2 separate regions of the Gasterosteus aculeatus genome follow, and region 1 is linked to region 2. A link is a contact called in public Hi-C data. All regions are on one chromosome and are shown on one strand. The core of a region is the stretch at or near the end of the contact, and the rest is flanking DNA. Distances in the headings are between cores, read along the strand shown.

The links. Hi-C and Micro-C count contacts between places; a contact is called where the count stands out from the background.
Region 1: a Hi-C map of skeletal muscle shows a contact between it and region 2, with 11 times the contacts expected there. The contact joins the promoter of pim1 here to the enhancer-like site in region 2. A contact is called at or near these places in 3 of 6 Hi-C or Micro-C datasets (blood and trunk muscle and skeletal muscle).

Annotation. Positions count from the first base shown.
Region 1 is chr2:18,964,921-18,968,064 of fGasAcu3.hap1.1, forward strand. pim1 (Pim-1 proto-oncogene, serine/threonine kinase) reads left to right here and starts at 1,567. Exons shown (of 6, transcript XM_040193826.2): 1 at 1,567-2,058; 2 at 2,193-2,299; 3 at 2,399-2,449; 4 at 2,558-2,924. The coding sequence starts at 1,977.
Region 2 is chr2:18,888,678-18,892,071 of fGasAcu3.hap1.1, forward strand. No RefSeq gene overlaps it. Among protein-coding and RNA genes, the nearest start is that of LOC120829901, 6.6 kb to the left of the region's middle. Within about 2 kb of position 1,749, at least 7 of the 9 cell types and tissues checked have open chromatin away from gene starts, as enhancers often do.

The sequences.
Region 1 (3,144 bases), core at 317-2,816, 76 kb after region 2:
GCCTTGGGCCCCTCCGTTCTCACAGGCTTCTCCTCCGACCCCCCCCCTGACTGAGCATGAAGCCACTCCTCTCTGCACCTCTTCACACGACACTCTAAAAACACTACTGCTACTACTAAGGTTTTACTGCTGCAAGTTTCACAGTATTAAGCTGTGAATTCAGCAACGTGAAAGTGAAACAAGAGAGCATCAAAAATAGTTGAACTAGCCCACCCAACTTGTGCACGCAAGCACGCACGGAGTACAGAAGATAAGTTGTGTTTGAATTAGCGGTTTTAAACTGTAATTGGTTGACACTGGAGTTACGTGGTTGAGGGTGAATTTGCGTGGTAACTTTTTGATTTGAGGAGACCTTGCAGGAATTTGCCCTGGGGCAAAGTACGAACGCTCCGATGGTATCACTTGCATTCCAGTCTGTGACCTGCAAACAGTTTAGGAAATGGTGCACGCACTTTCGTCTTTAAAGTAGGCCACTTGGCAGCTTATATTATTTATTTGTTTTTGTCTTCAAAATATCTTGGTGCAGGCCCATGCAGCACGGTTGCCGTGCAAAAGGATTTTTTAAAAATGTATTGATGGACAGAATTAATCTTTGCTACTTTAAAAAGTGTTTAAAAGTTCCATCAAAATAATTGAATGATAATTAACAAACATTTGTCTTCCTTAAGAATATCTTTTCCTCCAGTGCCCCATTATGGGACTGGGACTACTGGGACATGCAATATCAGCATTATGATAAGTTTATTATGATTGTGCACGAAATTCTAAGGAAAACTTAACTTGATTGAGGGGGAGGGGGAGGAATTCCATTCAGACAATAACATGCGCGGGAAAAGAAGGGCGGAGGGGGGAGCGGGGAGAGAGAGAGAGAGCAAGAGAGAGAGGGGGAGGGGGGAGTAAATGGAAGTCTTTTTATCTCTGTTTTCCCACATCCTGTGAGCGCCTGCAAACGCGGCCACCCAATTTGAAAGAATGAGAGGAATGCGCCCGTTCCGCCCGGCGCGCTTTGATGCGCAGCCAGTGGAGAAACAACTCAAATAAAGAGTCATCGTGTCAGACTTCACTTCGGCCAGTAAACCTGTGTGTTTAATGTGCAAATAATCAGGTACACGGCAGGGGGGCGGAATAGCGGGGACGCACTTGATGAACTCCACTCTTTGCGCAAAAATGTTTTCACCAAGCCGAATAAACGCTTTAAGTGCAACTAAAAGCACCCGTCTTTTTTGTTGTTGTTGTTTTTGCAGACACAACAAAATACATATGAAATATGGTTACTTTAAAAGGCATTTAACCAGTTTCTACTTTACTTTACATTAACTGCCAGTTTTTCCCGCGGAAAAACGAGACTGGGGGCCACCGGGTTTACATTTGCATTTTCCCTCCAAGTGGAATTCATTATTACTACAGCCCTCTATTTTTCTTTTAGCGCGTTTTTTTTTATTCCCGCCACGTCTGTGTCTGGCCCAGCCCGTCATGCCTCTATTTTCGTTGTGATATTGACGCACCGCGCAGTCCTATTGGCGCAGGGGAGCGGAAAGAGCCGGTGACGCATGTGGTGGGGGGGTTGGGTGGGAGGAGGGTGGTGACGCCCTCTTACTACTGCGATATAATCGTCCTCCCCCATTCTCCCTCTTCCAAGAGCCGGTTTTACTGACGGAGGCATTAGCTCGACGCGCCGTCTTCTCCGCGTTACTGTTTACAAAACATTACGGACACCAGCTGTGCTTTGCGTTGTTTTTGTTTTCCCTCCCACGAGAACTCCGTTATCCACACGGCGGGACGAGCTTTTTCGGTGGGGCTACATTCCCCGGAGTGTCTTTTGCTTTTATCCGGATGAAAGGATCCTCGCCGCGGTACTGATCCGTGCAACGTGGAGCTTAAGCTGAAGGCGGGAGACGGGAGCGTCCTACAACCGGAATAACGCACGAGGCGAAGAAGAAGAAGAGCGCGCGCGTGTGCTGGATCTCCTGTGAGAAATGCTGCTGTCCAAACTCAATTCTCTGGCCCACATCTCTGCCGTAGACATGCCGGCGAAAATCCAGCACCAAGTCCACCAAGGTTAGACGCCCTTCTTGTCTCCTGTCCGCCGCTCCTTCTCAAGGACGGCGCCTCGTTTGGCGCTGCAGTTGTCCCGGCACGTCTCGGGTTTAGCTCGGTGTTGACCGGCCGTGTCTGCGCGTGTTTCCTAACAGGGAAGGAGAGGGAGCCGTTCGAGAAGAGCTACCAGGTCGGCGCGGTGCTGGGAAGCGGCGGCTTCGGCACCGTGTACTCCGGCACGCGGACCGCGGACGGAGCTCCGGTCAGTACGCATTCGTGTGTTTTCCCTTTTTTTAATGTGCGATATGTTTGGTATTTGTGAAACGTGCCGCCTGACGCCGCGTCTTCTCCGCCCCGCTAGGTTGCTGTCAAACACGTCGCCAAGGACAGAGTCTCCGACTGGGGAGAGCTGGTAAGAAAACCCATTTACGACCGCGTTCGCATCGACCGGCACACTGCGCAGCGGGCGGGTTTTGCGCGCACGTAGTAAACGCTAACAGCGCGTCGCTCCTCTCTGCAGCCTAACGGATACCGGGTCCCGATGGAGATCGTGCTGCTGAAGAAGGTCTGCACGGGCTTCCGCGGCGTCATCAAGATGCTGGACTGGTACGAGCGGCCGGACAGCTTCATCATCGTCATGGAGCGGCCCGAGAACGTCAAGGACCTGTTCGACTTCATCACGGAGAAGGGCGCGCTGCCGGAGGAGCTGGCGCACAGCTTCTTCCGCCAGGTGCTGGAGGCCGTGCGCCACTGCCACGGCTGCGGGGTGGTGCACCGCGACATCAAGGACGAGAACATCCTGATCGACCTGCGCAGCGGCGAGGTGAAGCTCATCGACTTCGGCTCCGGGGCCCTGCTGAAGGACACCATCTACACGGACTTCGACGGTGAGTCACCGCGCGGAAAGAAGAAGAGTGCTGATGGGGATTTTTTTTTTCTTTTAGTAACGTCGGTGCTTCATTTTCTTTGCCGTGGTTTAGTCAGGCAGCAATTCCTAGGTTGTGTCATCAGTCCCCCCCCACCGATCCCCCGATTCCCCCCCTCTCCTTCCCTCAGGACTATTAATATCGCCTCGGCAGCGTAGCTTCTGCTCTGGCTCCCCCTGTA
Region 2 (3,394 bases), core at 499-2,998:
TGCCTAAGGCATTATTTACACGGAGTGAATGTGCTCTTCCTACCGTAGATAAATGTTGCACCACGTGTAACTCGAGTCTGCTATCCCGGCTCCGTCCCCGCATGCTGCAACATGGGAGAGAGAAACCGGATAGCTCCCTCTGGAGCCTGGTCGTTCTGCACACATTAACATCTCAGTTTAGGAGAAGGAGATGGCTTGAATGTAACCGGATCGCTGATGTTTCCCCTGCGGTTCACATTGCAAGAACTGTATTTCATGAAGCCCATTTGAAGACTTCCATGTGTGCAGTACAGTGTTACATAGCTAATTTAAGACATCAGGTTTCCTATAAGTGTGCATACTGCTGTTGCTATTTCACAACTGGTTGAAGTTAGAGAAGGAAGACGAGTCCCCACAGTATGTCAAACTTTGTGTGACAATTTTGTGGACCACATATAGCCCAATTGGATGTTCAGTGGACCAGTGTAAGCATTCCATAACAACGCATAACTACTTCCAAATGTTCACTTTTATTTATTTTAATGTGAATAAATATATATCATACAGACCTTTTAATAGGCAAGCCAATTTTATGTGTATAGCAGATGTCAACATCAAAGAAATTCAGTGCTTCACATAAAGCCATTAAAAAACATCCAAATAAGCAAGGATATTTTAAAAACAGTTAAGAAAATTGATTGAAACATAAAAGAAAAAGCTGTTGGTTAAAGTGCACGTTAAGTACCAAAATTCTAATCTATAAAACCCTATTCTATTTGGTTCACAAGGAGGGCAGTGTAAAAGGGCCAGCGGGATAACGGGCAGAGAGGAAGGTGAAGCTCTGAGTGACAGCTCCACAAGGAGACCCGCGGCAAGCACCGTCACACCACATGTCCGGTCAGCACCGCTGCCACGGCTCAACGTTTGATCGGAGGTCGGAGTGTCAGAATGAGCTATTCTGACACTGGAATGGGGGTGGGGAGGAAGTTTGTGTAAATTTATTAGCAGGACTGTTGAACGGCAAGAAACCCCAGAAAAAAAACAGGAAGCAGACTGTTTTTAAAGTGAAATGCGGCAGCGTTTGACTTCCACAGAAAGAGGAAGTGTGGGTTTACTGGAAAGGGGCCTCCCCTTCCCACAAGTATCTTCCGTTTTTTTCTTTTTTTCAAATGTCAATTTCTATGAAACTTAATAATATTTAAAATGAAGAACAAACACGTCTGCAGTAGACACGTCATGTCTACTGCACATATACGTTTTGTTACTATTACAGCCAGAAATCTTTGTCATCACCTATCAAACTTTCCAGTTACATTCCTCTTTACCTCTAAAGGTTTTCCGTAAAGGTCTGTTAATAAATTATTCAAAGCCTGATTTATACATCATTTTATTCCTAAAAACATGGAGATACTACTACCCCTACTACCCCGTGCTACTGGGAAAATGTCATAGTACTATTGTGTTATATACCCTCTTCACCTGTTGTGTCTCGACACAATCATGTTGAAACCAGCAGAGGGCGCTGTGACTCCAGTGAGAGAACACAAGAAAGTGTACTAATATTATATGAACTCACTGAACCCGACCACGCGCAGCATTCCACGCTGACCTATAATCTAAATAAAAAAATAAGCTTCAAATTGCATAAAATGGAAATGACACGAGAAAAAAAAGCGGAATAGAGAGCAGACTGGCTTTATCTCTCCCATCCAGGAGGCACCGCGCGCGCGGCCGCGTGTCGCCATTGGTCTCGTCACGTGGCTCCTTCCTTCCTCTTTGCTACGACCGCGTTCGGCTTCTAAGAATTCCCTGCGCGGCTTCCTACGCGCATCTCAAGCGAGACGTGAAACGAACCGTCCTCATTGTGTCGGTCACTGCACACGAGCACGCGCGCTCTTCCCGCCACGTGTGTGCCGGGACACGACAGAGCAGAGCCGTTTTATTCTGACATGAAAGGGATTGCGCGCGATTGGAGAGATGTTTGCAATGAAGACAGTGCGAGTCTGTGGAGACCGGTCCCATGTTTAGGCAGTCAGACCCTGCAGTGTGGATTCCCCGCATCGATGGACACACACACACACACACTCAGGCGCGCACCCCCCCCCCAACATGCAATCACGAGGCTAACCTCTTTCCAGGTGCCCTGGTGGATAAGGGCCTGATAGAGTGTCGTGGAGTGTTTATGGCGCTGTGTGTGTGTTAGTTTATGGCCTTGTGCCTGCTGACAAGTGTAAATTCTGATTCCATAATAATGAGCACTTCTGCAGAGCGCTGTAGACCAGTTTGTGGCCGTGTGTGGTGTGTGAATGCCACTGGTTTTGATGTTAATAACGTCGGGATCAGTCTGCAGTGGCTTCTTCCTCAGAGCTTTTATCCCAATAAAGCTGCTCGGGTTGTATTCTGACTTTTCCCAGAATAACGTGTTCCTCCTTTAGCTAAATATTTAATTTCAGAGTTGTTTATCTTCCGCAGGGCGTAAGATCATTGTGTCTTTATTATGACATTAAAAAGGGAAAGCCAATACACTTTGACTGACTTGAATATGTGACATATTGATATAATGACACAAATACTTCATCTTCATCTGAGGCTCTTTTTCCTGTCATTCAAAGAAATAAGAAGTTGTAATTAATGAAAGGGGGCAGTGCCTTGCACCCGGCTTACTTATCTTGAAAATACCCATTTATATATATATATATATATATATCACATGGCATCAGACAGGGATTTAAGCAAGAAGGGCACACCTAGTGGTGGACATTATAATACGTGTAATAATGTTTAGTGTTAGCATTGTAGTTTGTGTGTTATTATTATGTTAGATGAAGTGAATGCAATATGAATCAAACACAAAGTATAGTCATGTAAATCATATAAACACTGTACACATTAACATTCTGTCACAATGTGATGTTAAAACCTACGGACGGAAGCTAATTGCCGTCCTTTATGGATTTCTCCCAATTTTCTCCCCAAAGAGGGTTTTTTGGGAGTTTTTTCTCCTGTCAGGTAGTAGATGAGCAACTGAATATAAGACAGCCGATTCAGGCAAATGTATTGAGTGTTGGACCACATGAACTGTATTAGATCTTATGTGTTGTGATTAAAGTGTACTAGTTATAAGACAAACTGTGCATGCTATTTTATATTCATTGAGGCATAAAGCCATATGTATCTACATTGAATGCATTGGAATGTGAGGGACAGACAGGACAAAGAAGGTCTCAGGTTACAGCAGCAGCTTCACACCTCGATGTGAAGGAGGAGACCCTTTGAAGGAGAAGCCGATGACATTCAAATGCACCCAAGAAGACACACCTCAAGAGATTTCAAATGACCAACGCAGGGAAAGGACTGTTAGAATATTCCTGCAGCCGCTTTGATAAGTCGCTTTAGACTTGCTCAGAGAATTCTC